Regions from separate parts of the Cricetulus griseus genome. Here region 2 is linked to region 1. Evidence: chromatin contacts called from public Hi-C data. All regions are on one chromosome and are shown on one strand. Each heading gives the region's core, a stretch centred on a gene start, on an enhancer-like site or on the middle of the called end of the contact. The rest is flanking DNA. Distances are from core to core; before and after follow the strand shown. Region 1 holds the start of Thg1l (probable tRNA(His) guanylyltransferase). Region 2 overlaps Cyfip2 (cytoplasmic FMR1-interacting protein 2).

Evidence for each region. Hi-C and Micro-C count contacts between places; a contact is called where the count stands out from the background.
Region 2: a contact with region 1 is called in a Hi-C map of fibroblasts, with 5 times the contacts expected there. The contact joins the enhancer-like site here to the promoter of Thg1l in region 1. A contact is called at or near these places in 5 of 8 Hi-C or Micro-C datasets (the CHK-Q cell line, the CHL-YN cell line, the CHO-K1 cell line and 1 more).

Annotation. Positions count from the first base shown.
Region 1 is chr7:60,506,847-60,513,970 of CriGri-PICRH-1.0, reverse strand. Thg1l (probable tRNA(His) guanylyltransferase) reads left to right here and starts at 4,188. Exons shown (of 5, transcript XM_027425277.2): 1 at 4,188-4,402; 2 at 5,671-5,847. The coding sequence starts at 4,212.
Region 2 is chr7:60,771,037-60,778,160 of CriGri-PICRH-1.0, reverse strand. All of the region lies in intron 24 of Cyfip2 (cytoplasmic FMR1-interacting protein 2), which reads left to right. Among named protein-coding and RNA genes, the nearest start is that of Fndc9, 23 kb to the left of the region's middle. Within about 2 kb of position 3,955, at least 3 of the 6 cell types and tissues checked have open chromatin away from gene starts, as enhancers often do. A contact at or near this core is called in the CHO-K1 cell line and fibroblasts, where this site is marked.

The sequences.
Region 1 (7,124 bases), core at 2,939-5,438:
CTTCTTTTTGGGTTTTTGAGACAGGGTTTCTCTGTGTAACAGCTCTGACTGTCCTGGAACTCACTCTTTAAAGCAGGCTGGCCTGAAACTCACAGAGATCCTGCCTGCCTCTGCCTCCTGAGTGCTGGGATTACAGGTGTGTGCCGCCACCACCTGGCGCATAACTCCCTACGATTAGTAAACATTTCCAGTAGATTGCATTACTGTCCCAATTATTTACTTTCCCCTTCTGTGTAGGGGGATAATACTCCCTGCTGGCTTGGATTTCCAAGGAACATCACAAAAGAAGGGGCAGAACAGAAGACAGAGAGGAGTACTAAGAAACATTGTTTTCCAATAATGGGGCAGCTATTGCAATCAGGAACACTCACAGCTGCGGCTACATGCACAGGATCTGTGCCAAGAAAAAACGGGATCTGAAAGTAGGTGTGGGACCAGTTGGGGAAGAGATGGGGAGGGTCATGAGGGTGTGAGGTGGATAAAGACATTGATGGGGAGTGACGATGATCACAGAACATTTTATGTGTATGAAACTAATGAAAATGGCAAAAATAATGAAGAGCAGAAAGATGCTGAACCACCCAGTGGTGAAACTTCCCAAATCACCTCTGGATTCTGCATTAAGACAATTTGGAGATCAAAATGCCTTTCTGGAAAAAAAGCAGTGCTGAGCAAAAAATAAACTCAGACAGTGGTGATTAGTGACTACTTAGACTACACCCGGTGTGCTTATAGCAGTTTTGAGGGTAGTACTGAGTCAAAATTTGTACATTGTGCTTGGTTTGGCTGACACAAACTTGGAAAGAGGCAACCTCAGCTGAAGAACTGTCTCCATCAGGTTGGCCTGTGGGCCTATCTACAGGGCACTTTCTTGATTAATGTTTGATGTGAGAGCCCAGCCCAGTATGGACCACCCTGGGCAGGTGGTTCTGGATTGTATAAGAAAGCAAACTGACCCAAGTATGGCAGCACATGATTTTAATCTCAGCACTCAGGAGGCAGACGAAGAAGGACCTTTGTGAGTTTGAGGCCAACCTGGTCTACATAGTGAGTTTCAGTTTCTGGACAGCTAGAAATACATAGTGAGGCCCTGTACTTAAAAAATGAAAAAAAAAAAGAAAGAAAGAAAGAAAAGAAGAAAGGAAGAAAGCAATGTCAGCAGAAAGCCAGATTTCCATGTCTCCAAGTTCCTGCCTTGGCTTTCTTTGATACGGGATGTAACCAGTAAGTCAAATAAACCATTTCCTCCCCAAGTTGCTTTTAGTCATGGTGTGTCATCACAACAATGATAACCCTAACTAAAATAACTATGACAACTGTATTACTAGAGCACAGGCTTTCTTCCCCATACCCTCACTTCCTGGGTGCCCTGAAGTAAGCTATAGTGCTCCTCTAGATCCTCCCCCACCATGGTGAACAAAATCATAATCTGGATAAATTCTTCCTATTTGGGCTTATGTATCACAGCAGCAGGAGTTCAACACAAGCAAGAGAAATAAGTGAGACACAAAAGGCTGAATTTTTCTCTCATATGTGGACTCTAAATAAAAGAGGAAATACTATGGAAAGAAATGGGATCAAGAAATGGGATAATAGGGGATGAATATAATCAGAATATGTAACATTCATGTATGAAAATGATGCCCATTATTTTGTACAATTGTCACACACTGATAAAACATTCATAGAACAAATACAGTAGAGCATCGGTAAAGGCCCAAGTTGCTAGAAACTCCTGTGGTGAATCCTACCTCATTTGTGGTGGAAATCAGGAAAGTAAACACAAAGTTTTAACTTCAACTCACACAACAATAGAAACCCCAGAAGCACCACAAAACCACTGAGGATTTGGTAGATAAATGGATGGAAAGAAAGTGGGAGTTTCTGGGCAAGTCATTACTAGGTTTTGGTGTATATCTCGACACAAACCTATGTAGTAGTACACCTACCCAAACTATACTAACTTATCCTACTATCCTAGTAAGTACACTAAGGTTTTCATCTGTGACTTTAAAAAAAAAACTTTTTAAGTCTTAAAAGGTGTGGCAGAGATGCCTTATTGGTTAAGACCACTTGCTGCTCTTTCAGAGGACTGGAGTTCAATTCCCTGTACCCACATCTGGGGTCTCACAAGCAGCTGTAACTCCAGCTCAAAGGGATTTCACACCCTCATCTGGTTTTTTTTTTCCTCTTTAAAAAGATGCAAAGAGGAAATTATTTAAAAGAAATAAAGCATACTATTGCCTGGATCATATTTGAAAATGTTCTGTAAGAAGCCTGGAACTTGGCAATTTCAAGAGCATCCTCTAATTTTAAGATGTGGGGAAGATTGTGACCCATTCGTTTAATACTTCAGTCAACTCTAACCAACCTTGTGTGTTTATCATGTTGCCTTCACAAGGATCTCCAGTGGCTGTAGTTTTAGCACAACCAATGGCACTACCTTGGTGACTAGTTGAAGGTAGCAAGTGCTCTTGCTTGTGACTGTGTTTTTCTATTTTGGGACTAGGCAAACAATTTGTGAGACAATACCAACAGATTTGGGGGATGTGGCATTTTTTTCACAAATTACATAAATCACAGAGTTAGTATCCATTAGTGATCTATGCTTGAATTATTTCATAGAGCAACCTGATTCTCTGAGTCCACCACTCCATGTTTGAAACTAGTCAACATTCTTGTGTAAAGCACTTCCCCTCATCAACTGGTACTGAATTACAAATCTATATTAAGAGACAAAGCAAATTCCTGTTCCTTTTAATAACCAAGTATCAGGTCGGGCAGTGGTTTGTCACACACCTTTAATTCCAGCACAGGAAGCAGAGGCAGGAGGATCTCTGTGCGTTTGAGGCCACCCTGTTCTACAAAGCCAGTTCCTGGACAGCCAGAGCTGTTAGACAGAGAAACCCTGTCTCAAAATACCAAGCCAAACAAACAAAAAACCAAACCAAAATTAAAAAAAAAAACACCAATTAGCAGTGTAAGAAGTTAGTGGCTAGTATAACAATTACCCAACACTGTCAAACAAAGCTTTCGTTGTTTAGGTATTGTTATGGTGTTGTGGGCTTTCACCTTTTCCATGTATCATAATCAATTACCATAGTTCTTACTGATGTTCAAATCATCTCTAATTTGCCTGCTGGAATCACTCCCCATATAAATTCATTTTTGTCACATCCTCTACTACTCTGAGCAGTTCTTTCCCTTCTGGCACAACATGGATCCCAGTCTCACTTTGTGTTTTCCCTTGACACAACTAACTTGGAGGCAGTCATTTCTTGTAGGAATTTATGAGGAGTGGTGCTGGCAATCAAGAACTGATATCTACTGCTTACAGGGTGCCATTTCATCTATGCCACTGGGCAAAGTTGGGAAATGCATTTTTAAGATTCATGAGTTCAAGACTGGGGAGGTGGCTCCATAAAACTTGCTGGCCACCTAGTCTAGCTGAATCAGTGAGGGACAGTCTCAAAAATTAAGAGGGAGAGGTATTGAGGAAGACACTTGATGTCCACCTCTGACCTCCACGTGCACATAAACACAGACGCACACAAACTCATACACATACAAAATTACTATATACTGATGAGTACAAAGTCTAAATTCACCTGATGGCATATGGCAGGGTAACATGCCTCTGGTATTGGCTGCTGGGGAGCCTGAGGAAAGGTCACTCCATGTGGCTTCCCAGGGACTAAACTTAAGTAATCACACCTTTATAGACTGAGCTGTCTCACTGGCACTTTCTTTGTTTAAATCGCACATCTTTGGAACAACCAGTAATTCAAAAGTGGAAAAAAAAAAAAAACAAGGTCAATGGGATAAAATACAAAATTTGTACAGCAGACTGATTTCTATTTTATGCTCCTTGTTTAAACTTACCAACAAGAATCTGGAAGGCCCTACCCACAGAGCTATAAAGTGATAATTTGGTGTATTTCAGTCTTTGCAAGGAATTTATAAACGCTACAAAGAGACAAAAGAAGTCACAACCACACTTTCAAACTTGGTCACAAAACAGCGTTTGATGGCTTCGTGAGAGTGATTTGTTGAAGGATGGGGGTAGAGACACAGCCCTGGAGGACACAGTCCTGGCAACTTGCTGACTTGAAGACGGAGAGTCGAGAGAGAAACCTCCACTGTAGCTAGAGCGGCTCCGACAGCGACAGGAACTTCCGGGGTGGGGCCCGTCCAGTGCTTCCCCATGAGGAATGTGGCCTTTCAGCGCTGCTGAGATCCGCAGTCGCTTGGCCGCTACTTCCGTTACTTTAAGACGGTGCCTGAGGTTGGGGGTGACCATGGCCAAGAGCAAGTTTGAGTACGTGCGGGATTTTGAGGCTGACGATACCTGCTTGCCGCACTGCTGGGTTGTGGTGAGACTGGACGGCCGGAATTTCCACCGGTGAGCTGGAAGGACGGGAGACCGCGTGCGATGCCTGAACTTCCGGGAGATGCGCGGCTCCCAGTTACTGGGGTAACGCGGCAGCCAATGAACACTCAGCATTGAGCGTCACCGGAAAGGCTTGCTACAGTCAGACTGGGCTGCTAGCTGGTTGAAATATTTGAAAGAAGCTGGATAGTGTAATCTGTGAAGAGTCCGTGCTACTTAAGGAGAAACCAGTTTGAATGAACTTTGTCGGGGGGGAAAGCCATTTCCCGGGCCACTCCTTAAACTCCAGCCAGATGTGCAACCTTTCTGGTATCTTTGAGGGCGGACTGTTGAGAGGCTTCTGTAAGCCGAGCGGTGGGCAGGAGTTGACAGTGTGTCCCTTTCTCATTGTCGGTTTCAGATTACACGGACCTACTGCACTATAGTCAGCTGAAAAAAGAGGGAGACAATGTGAACCGATGGGAACTTAATTTCCATAAAGGCCTACGTTATTATTAGTTATTATCATTTTATAACTGTATAAGTACATAGAGCTATAATAGTGTGTACTGAGCACTTAATAAGCGCCATATATAATTACATTTTCATTTCCTTATCATCAGGACTAATAAGATAATATTCTCTATTTACCCAGTAAGGTGAACTTAATAGGAAAGTGAATTGAAGCCTAGTAGTTATATCTCTTTTTGTCAACTGGTCAAAGCACAAAAGAAAATGCATTTTTTTTCTATATGTCCTTATATGTATGCAATTGTGTGGTCAGTTTTTGAGTGCCACTCTTCAGAGCTGTCCACCTTGTCTTTTTTTGTTTCTCTTTGTAAATTTGGAGCCTGGTCACTATGTAGACCAGGCTGCCCATGAACTCACAGAGATCCACCTGCCTCTTGCTCCTGAGTGCAGGGCTTGAAAATGTGCACCACCACCACCTGGCCACTTTGTCTTTTTTGAGACAGGGATTCTCACGGAACTTCCTTGGAACTCACCAAGTACTGTAGCCTGGTGGTCATCTAAGCCCCAGGAATCCTCTTGTCTCCACCTATCCAGCATTGGGATTACAGGCAGGTGCCACCAAGCCCTCCCCCCTTTTATGTTTCAGGGATAGAACTTGGTCTTCATATTTATAACACAGCTATTTCTCCATCTCTGTGCTGCAGTTCTCAAGGAATTATGTTAAGCTATAGCTAGTAGCATGCTTGTAGCATTGTCCCTTCTTAACTGCTCTGTGTTGTTGGTAATGACAGACTCTCCACCATCTGTGTCCTTCTCTTTCCTCTCTGAAGGTTTGCCGAGAAGCACAGCTTTGCAAAACCTAATGACAGTCGAGCTCTCCAGCTGATGACCAAATGTGCCCAGACAGTAATGGAGGAGCTGGAGGACATTGTCATTGCATATGGACAGAGCGATGAGTACAGCTTTGTGTTCAGGCGGAAAAGCAATTGGTTTAAAAGAAGAGCCAGGTGAGTTTTAAAACCAGCATCCTATTGGGTGTTTTCTCCTGTTCTCTGCTCTTCTGATTATCTTGACAATGGCTGAGATCTTAAAGATTTCAGGCGAATGTTGCATCTACAAAATGCACATTTCCTACTTTGATTTTTTTTCCTTCCATTGAAGACTGAGCACTCTTACTATCTTAGTTAGGGTTACTATTACTGCAATGAAACACTATGACCAAAAGCAATTTGGGCAGGAAAGGGTTTATTTGGCTTATACTTCCACATCACTGTTCATCATTGAAGGAAGTCAGGAGAGGAACTTACACAGAGCAGGACCCTCGAGCACTTTGATCTATTTTTCCAGGTGCCTTCTTTATCTGACTCTTTCCCATCTATATCCCATCAGTCCAGCTTCCAGACTGACCTTCATTTAATGTTTAGACTGTAAACAGAGTAGAAAAATAGAGTATTAGTGATTCATTGCCAGTGTCATTCCTTCCATGCATTAAAGTATTATTTATATTTTTAATTAAGGAGATAAAGTTGATATTTAACTTGGTAGTAGATTGAAACTCTTAGAGGAATCAAATTATAGGATGAATTGGTATGTTTTTAAAATATTGGTTCCCTTTCTTCCAATATTGAAAACAATGCCAAAACAACAACAAAATCATAAACCAAAAACTTATACTACATCCTATGGAGGAAAATTTGGAGTATGATGGATAGTTTTATGTCATTTTGAACCAAGCTAAAGTCATCTGAGAAGGAACCTCAATTAAGGAAATGCCTCCAGAATACCCAACTGTAGGCAAGCCTGTAGGACATTTTCTTAGTCAGTGATTGATGGGGGAGGGCCAAGATCATGTAGGTGGTGCCATCCCTGGGCTTGTCATCCTGGGTTCTATAAGAAAGCAGACTAAGCAAGCCATGGGGAGCAAGCCAGTAAGTAGTACTCCTTCATGGCCTTTGCTTCAGTCCCTGCCTCGAGGGTCCTGCTCTGTGTAAGTTCCTCTCCTGACTTCCTTCAATGATGAACAGTGATGTGGAAGTATAAGCCAAATAAACCCTTTCCTGCCCAAATTGCTTTTGGTCATAGTGTTTCATTGCAGTAATAGTAACCCTAACTAAGATAGTAAGTAACTTAAGTAGATAGAGGCAGGCTACATTTAAAACATACAGCAAAAACTTTCAGTTTTTCTTAGCTGAATATATTTTGTCTTCTGGCTGGTTGGACAGTTTGTGTAATTTCTCTGTTGCATCCACAGGTCCTATCTTGGTGTCGAATTAATATCAAACAC
Region 2 (7,124 bases), core at 2,706-5,205, 260 kb before region 1:
AGCATCCAGGATGAACAGGCATAAAGGGGCCAAGGCAGAAGACAGGGTGAGAGACAGCCAAGTGGCAGGTGGCCTCTGGACACAAGACACTGGCAGAGCTGCTGGGGGACGGGGACCTTATGGACACTCTACGGAGAACTTGAGTTTTTCAAAGGTTCTGTTGGCCACAAGAAGAAAGCAGCAACTGGACAGAGAGTAAAGGACAAGGACATGGCTGTTTGTAGTCTGGGTCCATGGAAGAGAGAGGTGTGGGTGTAGGGAGAGACACAGCAAAGGTGGATATGAAAAGTAGGAAGTAACTGTGAGGGCTATGGACTAAGAGCTGAGGGGATCATCCCCTGAGCCTGGGTATGCCACCGTGTCTGTCCTTGTCCTAATTTGGGGCACCTGGACCAGCTGCTCTCAGACCCTTACTGTCCCCAGAAGCTCTGAAATGGCCCTGTGGTGCCTCTTCTGTGGGGGAGTAATTGTATTCTCTTTTAAATGGACCCTGGAGACAGCTAAGGGTTCCTCTTCTGCTAACAGGTTCTTTACACAGTTCAGTGGGCCTGGGTTGCTATAGCAACATAGCCTTCAGAAGTCACAGGGAAAAGTAGTAAAAAAAAAAAATTGTTCAGGGCCTCAAGAGCATAAGGAGAAGGTAGAAGATGGGAGTGGTGGGGGAGGACATGTAAGCCCGCCCTTCAGGAGAAGCAATGAGTGAGTGAGAGCCTCCATTCAGACCAGGAGGTCATGATGTCGTCTAGGCTAACCTTGGAGGAAATATCCCTCCCAGCTCTATCACTAAGGACGAAAGGACACTCAGGATCTAAATTCACCTAGCTGACTCTCCTAGCATGCACGCAATAGTGTGGAGACCATGTCAGCAGCCAAGACAGACAAAAACACAGGTGTGTGTGTGTGTGTGTGTGTGTGTGTGTGTGTGTGTGTGTGTGTGTGTGTGTGTGTGCTGACCCTGGCTGGCCCTGGACAAAGTGGGGTGACACAGTCAGGAATCATGCTCACTGAGGCTGCAGCCTCTGCTTTCTATGTTGACAAATGGGGAGATCTATCCTGTCCTGTGCTTGTTGGGATGAAAATAGGGCATGAGAGTCCTAGAGCTTTTTTTAGCTTAGAAAGTGGAAATTAAATAGGTAAGTGGTATGTCAGTTATTCCCATTAAGAAAGCAAAGGAAGCGGGAAAGGAGGGGAGGATATGGGCAAAGGAGGGGAGGGGAGGGGAGGGAGGAGAAAGGGAAGGAATTAGGGTGGGAGGGAAGGGAAACGGAGGGAGAGGGAGGCAGAGGGAGGGAAGGGGAAAGCCACAGCCTTCCATAGAAGAGCTGTGTAAACAGTAGTTTTTCATCTTTAGGGCAAGGCATGGCCAGAGAGGTTACATATGTAAAATAAACAGCCTACAAAATAATGCATTGAAGAATAAAATAGGAACTCATAAGGCTGCGTGATCAGCAGCCATTGTCTCTAGATTTCAGGAAAGGGACTTGGATTAGAAGTCAATGGAGACACTTAGACTTAATTTCCTATCTGGAACTCATACTGGCGTGTTAGCATTGATCTCTAAAGACTAGTTAAAAATAGCAGGAGTGGATAGCTGCAAGGAGGAAGAAGTCCTTTCGTGTGTCTTTGCTGCACCTTCTGCTTTCTCCTAATAGATTTCAGCTTTCAGTTGTCATGACTTTTACACTGATAAGTAGGCTGCATGGTATGTTCTCTTCTTCTGTGACCTGGCTTTCTGAAGTGACAGAGGTAACTCAGCTTTAATGTCAAGGTATACAGAATGCACATTTGAAAGGATAAGTGCATTTTCTTCATTATTATATGCTTGTGGGTCTCCACATTGGGGGTGTGATAGGAGTACAAAGATGATGTGCCTGGCTCTTCTCTTTTTTGGGGGGGGCTGTCTGTTTTCTTTAAGGAACATGTGCAGTCAGGTGTGTAAATCTTAAGTGAATAGCTTGACCAAGCACAAGCCTCTGTAACCCCCACCAAGTCTAGAAACAGAACAGTCACTGTGCCATTGTAGACAGTTCTTCATGCCTCCTCTCGTAGCTTCAAAGCAGCCATGATTCTGAGGGCTGCCCCAGAGCTTAGTTTTATTTTAGAAGCTAAGTGGAATTGTGCATTGTGTTTTGCCCTTCTGTCTGATGTCCATCATCTGTTGCTGCCTGTGCTGCAGTTTTTCTTTTAGATGGTGCTCACTGTGTTTGTGAATTGAATTGTGTTTTAGAGTATTGGGTGCTAATGGCTTATCTTAACAGTCTCATTGTGTCATGCACCTAGCAGGTGAGTGAAGATCTATCTGTGAAGGACATTTCCAAAAAGACTTGACTAGAGAGATGGCAGGAAATGACTTATTCTGAATGTAAATGACATAATCCCATAGGCTGCTAATGGGTTGGGAAGAGGGGAGGGAATGGGGTTGGAGAAATGGCTCAGGAGTTAGGGACACTTGCTGTTCTTGCAGAGGACGCAGGTTCAATTCCCATCACCCACATGAACCATCTGTAACTCTAGTCTCAAGGTATCTAGCACCCCCTTTTGGCGTATACAGGCACCACATGCAAGTGGAGTGCGCGCGCGCGCGCGCACACACACACACACACACACACACACACACACACACAGGCAAATACTCACATACTAAAAAAAAAATCTTTAAGAATAAAGGAAGAGGCCAGCAGGTGGTAGCACACACCTTTAATCCCACCACTCTGGAGCCAGAGGCAGGCAGATCTCTGAGTTCAAGGCCTGGTCTATGGAGTGAGTTCCAGGACAGCCAGGGTTACACAGAGAAACCCAGTCTTGAAAAACAAACAAAAGAATAAAGGAAGAAGGCCACAAATGCAGGTATGTTCTCTCTGCTCTCTGGCTGTTGTTACACAGGCTTCTCTGCCTTGCCACACGATGAACTGAGACCTAAAACTGTACCAAAAGAAACCTTTTCTTCCTTCACTTAATAGGGTATTTTGTCACTAACAAAGTGAGCCTTGGTGCCTTTGGCATTTGGTTACTCTTATGGATTAGATGTGGTAAATATTGAATGTGTCTTTTGCTATAAACATACTATCATTAGGTAAACAGTTGAATTTGATCACAGTCATCCTAGGTGTGTCTCAGCATCTCATTATGGTTTTGGTTCATCTAAGGGCATCAGTTGCTGTGTGTGGTTGAACTCCCTCTTAGATAAAGTGATGTTAAGAGTTTCTGCTTACTTCTTAGTTGGGTTTCTTCACTGGCCTGTAGGTGTTTTTTACATATTATCTATCTATGCATAGTAGATACATTATAGTTGGCTTTAGTTGAAGAGTTGTTGCTGAGGGTGGATCTATTCATCAGTTTCCCCTGTTGTGGTTGGTTTAGCCTTTCAAGCTGAAACAAACCACTGAGTCTTTTATCTGGAATTCACACCATGTTTAGTAGAAGGTAAAAATTCAATTCTGTTTGTTTCCAAATCGAAATAATGTCTTCCTTCTAGGTGCTGGATAAATGCTATGTTGATGTTTGAGACAGTCTCAGGTCTCAAAGCACGAGGTCCTCCTGCCTCAGCCTCCTGTGTGCTGAGATCACAGGTGTACATCACCACACCCAACTTGATTGTTTATCAAGTATCTATTGATACCTGTCCAGTAGGCTGTTAACAGCTACTGAATCTAATCTGTTTCTTTTTTATTGCCTAGCCTTGGTGATTTCCACGTTCTGATTCACACTGTGTGTGTGTTTAGCGTCAGCTAGTTGTGTGTTATTCCCACACACACCCATTTGTGTGAAACACAGAAGACCCCTCCCCAGCACACACACACACACACAGGCTCTGAGACAGCCACCCCACATACCTTTGTAGCTGTGGCTTATCTATCTTTGCAGTGCAGTGGGCCACAGTCACAACAGACACAACAGCACAGCCTGTTGCTGAGGGCATCGTTCCAACCCACTGAATCAGACACCGGTCAGTTCTCGGCCTCAGCCCTGCTGACCAGATAATCCTTAGTTGGAGGCCTGTACTATGCCCTATAAGATGCTGAACAGCATTTCTGGACTCTGTCCACTAGATGGCAGTAACATCCTCTTTAGATAAAATGATGGCTCCAGAGAGTGCCCGACCCTAATGAGAGTCCCTCATCTAGGGCAACTTCACATTTTGCAGATGGCAAAACTACACATTGCCGGACAATTTTATAACCTGGTTAATTTTTATTCTAACTCAGCCATGTTAGAGAGTTTTTATTTCCTCACATCTTCGTGAACTGTTAACGATGTCTCTCTGTAATCAGACCTTTTGAACAGTGTCTTTTGATAAAACATTATGGCTCTGAGGGTGCTGATTTCGCCAGGGTTGTTGCTAGCACAAGAGATGGGCTGAGAGCCAGCTGTGTTTCAGAGTGCAGAAGCCACCTACTGAGGGACAGAGACATGCCCACTGTCGAGCTAGTTAAGGTTGTGAGGTACAGCAGCTGGGTGGCTGACAGCTTTACATTCTGCAGCTGAGTGATCCAGCCCGCATCTGACCTTCTACCTCTGGCCTCTTCTCTTTCTTTTCCCTGAGTGGACAATTGGAGTAAATTCTGTTGGAAATCCCAGATAAGCAGAAACCAAACAAAAATCACACGCTTGCTGTGTTAAGATAGCCACTGCTTACTTCCTGAAGGATTTTTTTTTTTTTTGGCCAGATTTTTGTATGCCAGCCTTCCTCCTATAAAATTGGTTGTTCTGTTAGTTTTAAAAGTCTGGTGAGCCAAGCTTAGAAGAGTGTGGTGGGAATGGCAATTCGAGAAGAGGGGCTTCACCTACTTTACAGTCTCAGTCCTGTGAATTTATTGCACTACACACTTATGTCTTCCTTAAAAGGAAACATTTGCACACTTAAATGTGTATTATCTAGAGGGCTGGAGAGTCAGATGAGCGGAAGTTAGACAGGTGTCAACTCGAGCTGGTTCCAAATGAAGACTTCGCCCTGCAGGTTGTCAAAAGGAAAGTGCTGGTGTTATTAGCATTTCAGAGGCCGCAGTGTCTTGGCTACAGGTATTTCCCAATCTGATCCAGGAAAATAATTCTATTATTCCCTTGACAACCAAAGGGTGGGGGTGGGGGCCATCAATGTCGTTATTCAGAAGAGGGTAAGAAATCGGCACCCATGCTGCAGCCACCCCAGAGAGGAGAATTAAATGCAGATGTATTTAGCTTGCACTGCAGTGAGCTTCTGCGACCCAGAAGCCTGTCCAGCAGAGACAAATGTAGCATTCCTGGGTGGGCTTTTCTCTGCTAATGGAGGCTCAAATGAGGACTGAAAAGCAGGGCTCATACTTTCCATGCAGAGGGTCGTGGTGGGTGTGGGAAGCCTGATTTCTGGCCTGCTCCACGGGCCCTTCAGGAAGCACTCACACTAACAACATATGTGTCCATATAAGGGAATGTTTAGAGCTTGTGCTTGCTGGCTAGCCCTGGCCCCAAGCCCCCTTCATACCAAAAAACCAGAGTCCAGATGGGGGTAGGGGGAGGCCCTCACCCTCCTTTGCTAAGTCAGTTCTTGCAGCCTATTTGACAAAAACAGATACCTAATACATGAGTGGAATTTGTCTTTTTATTGCCTTAAGACTTAAAGCCAAACATTCCTTAAGAAAACACTCTTTTGAGATTGGTCAGCTGAAAATGGCCATTTTTCACCCAGGAGCAAAGCTTACTAGAGTCAAATGCCATTTTCCACATGAATCTGTCATCCTTAGGATCAGGGGGTCTTTTTTAACATAAGCACAGTGAATCTTTATAATACCCTTTAGCCCAGAGAAGCCAAGCCCCCCCCCCCCGCAAAAGGTTTAGCATGTTGCAAACATCCTAGAGTGTGGCTCTCAATTTTAAATGAAGTGTAATAGGGAAAGAAAAGGTTAAAGCAGAAAGCAGTGCAAAATTATCAGTCAGACCCTTTGAAGGCTTTTGATATGGGTTCCTTACAGTAAGTCCTTTTTGCATCCTGATTCCAAAAGCCTGGTCACTTTCACGTGGTTCTGCCGACAGTGAATGGTACAGTAGGTCTGGGTCCTGTTAGCTCTCTAGTCACTGCTTCCCTCACCATACTGCATTCATGGGTGTCACAGGGGTAATAAACATTAGCGTGACTCTTGATCTGCACAGATGGAACTGAATAGCAGCTCCACTCATTGGCTCCACCCCGAGCAACTTCTGCAGAAGAAGAATGCTCACACTGCAGTCCCCAAGTGAAGCAACAGGGAACCTGCTGCTTCAGAGACAGAGGTCTTACTATACAAGCAGGGCTGGCTTCGAACTCCTCTCATGCCTTTCCAACTCTAATACACAGGTGCTGGCCACTGGTCTGGGTAAGCATTTCTTCTTGTAGAGTGGTTTCTCACTTTAGAAAACTCATCCTGGGGCTGGAGAAATGGGCCCCTGGGTAAGGTACTTGTAGGACAAGTGTGAAGACCTGTGTTCAGATCCCCAGAACCTGAATGCACTTAGTGGGCATCTATGAGCCCCAGAACCTGGATGCAGTAGTGCACATCCATTAATCCCGGGGCTTCTATGGCAAGATGGGAAGCAGAGGCACGGAGATCCCTGGAAGCTCACAAAGCAGCCAAACTGATGTGTGCAGCAGCCAACAAAAGCCAGTGTCTAGAGAGTGAGGACCAACATCTGAGGTTGCCCTCTGACCTCCGCCCATGTACATCACACACATGTGCACAACACCATTGTCCTCTGACCTCCACACATGCATTGTCACCCACACAAATACACATGCACATACACAAAAGACTTTTTTGTTCGTCCTGGCTTGTTAAAAAGCTGTAAAAGTACTTTATGAACAAATGAGCCTGTGTGTGGTTACACATTCTGTGTTGTTGAGAAGTGTTTATGTTGAGCTGCTCTCAATACCCAATCCTGAAGACAGTTATGCAGCAGGATGACCTAGGAGCCTCATGCTTCGACAGCTAAGGCTAAAATGACTCAGTGTCTTCAGTGTTCCTTCAAACGATTCAGAACAGTCAGGGCCACTGTGACAAAACATCCACTGGGACTTTCCATGGGAGGTTCAAGGCTGTCATCATGCAAAGCTGGAAGAGGGGAAAGAAAACCGACCGGGAACCAAAAGCGTTAGAAAACAGAGGTCACAGGTC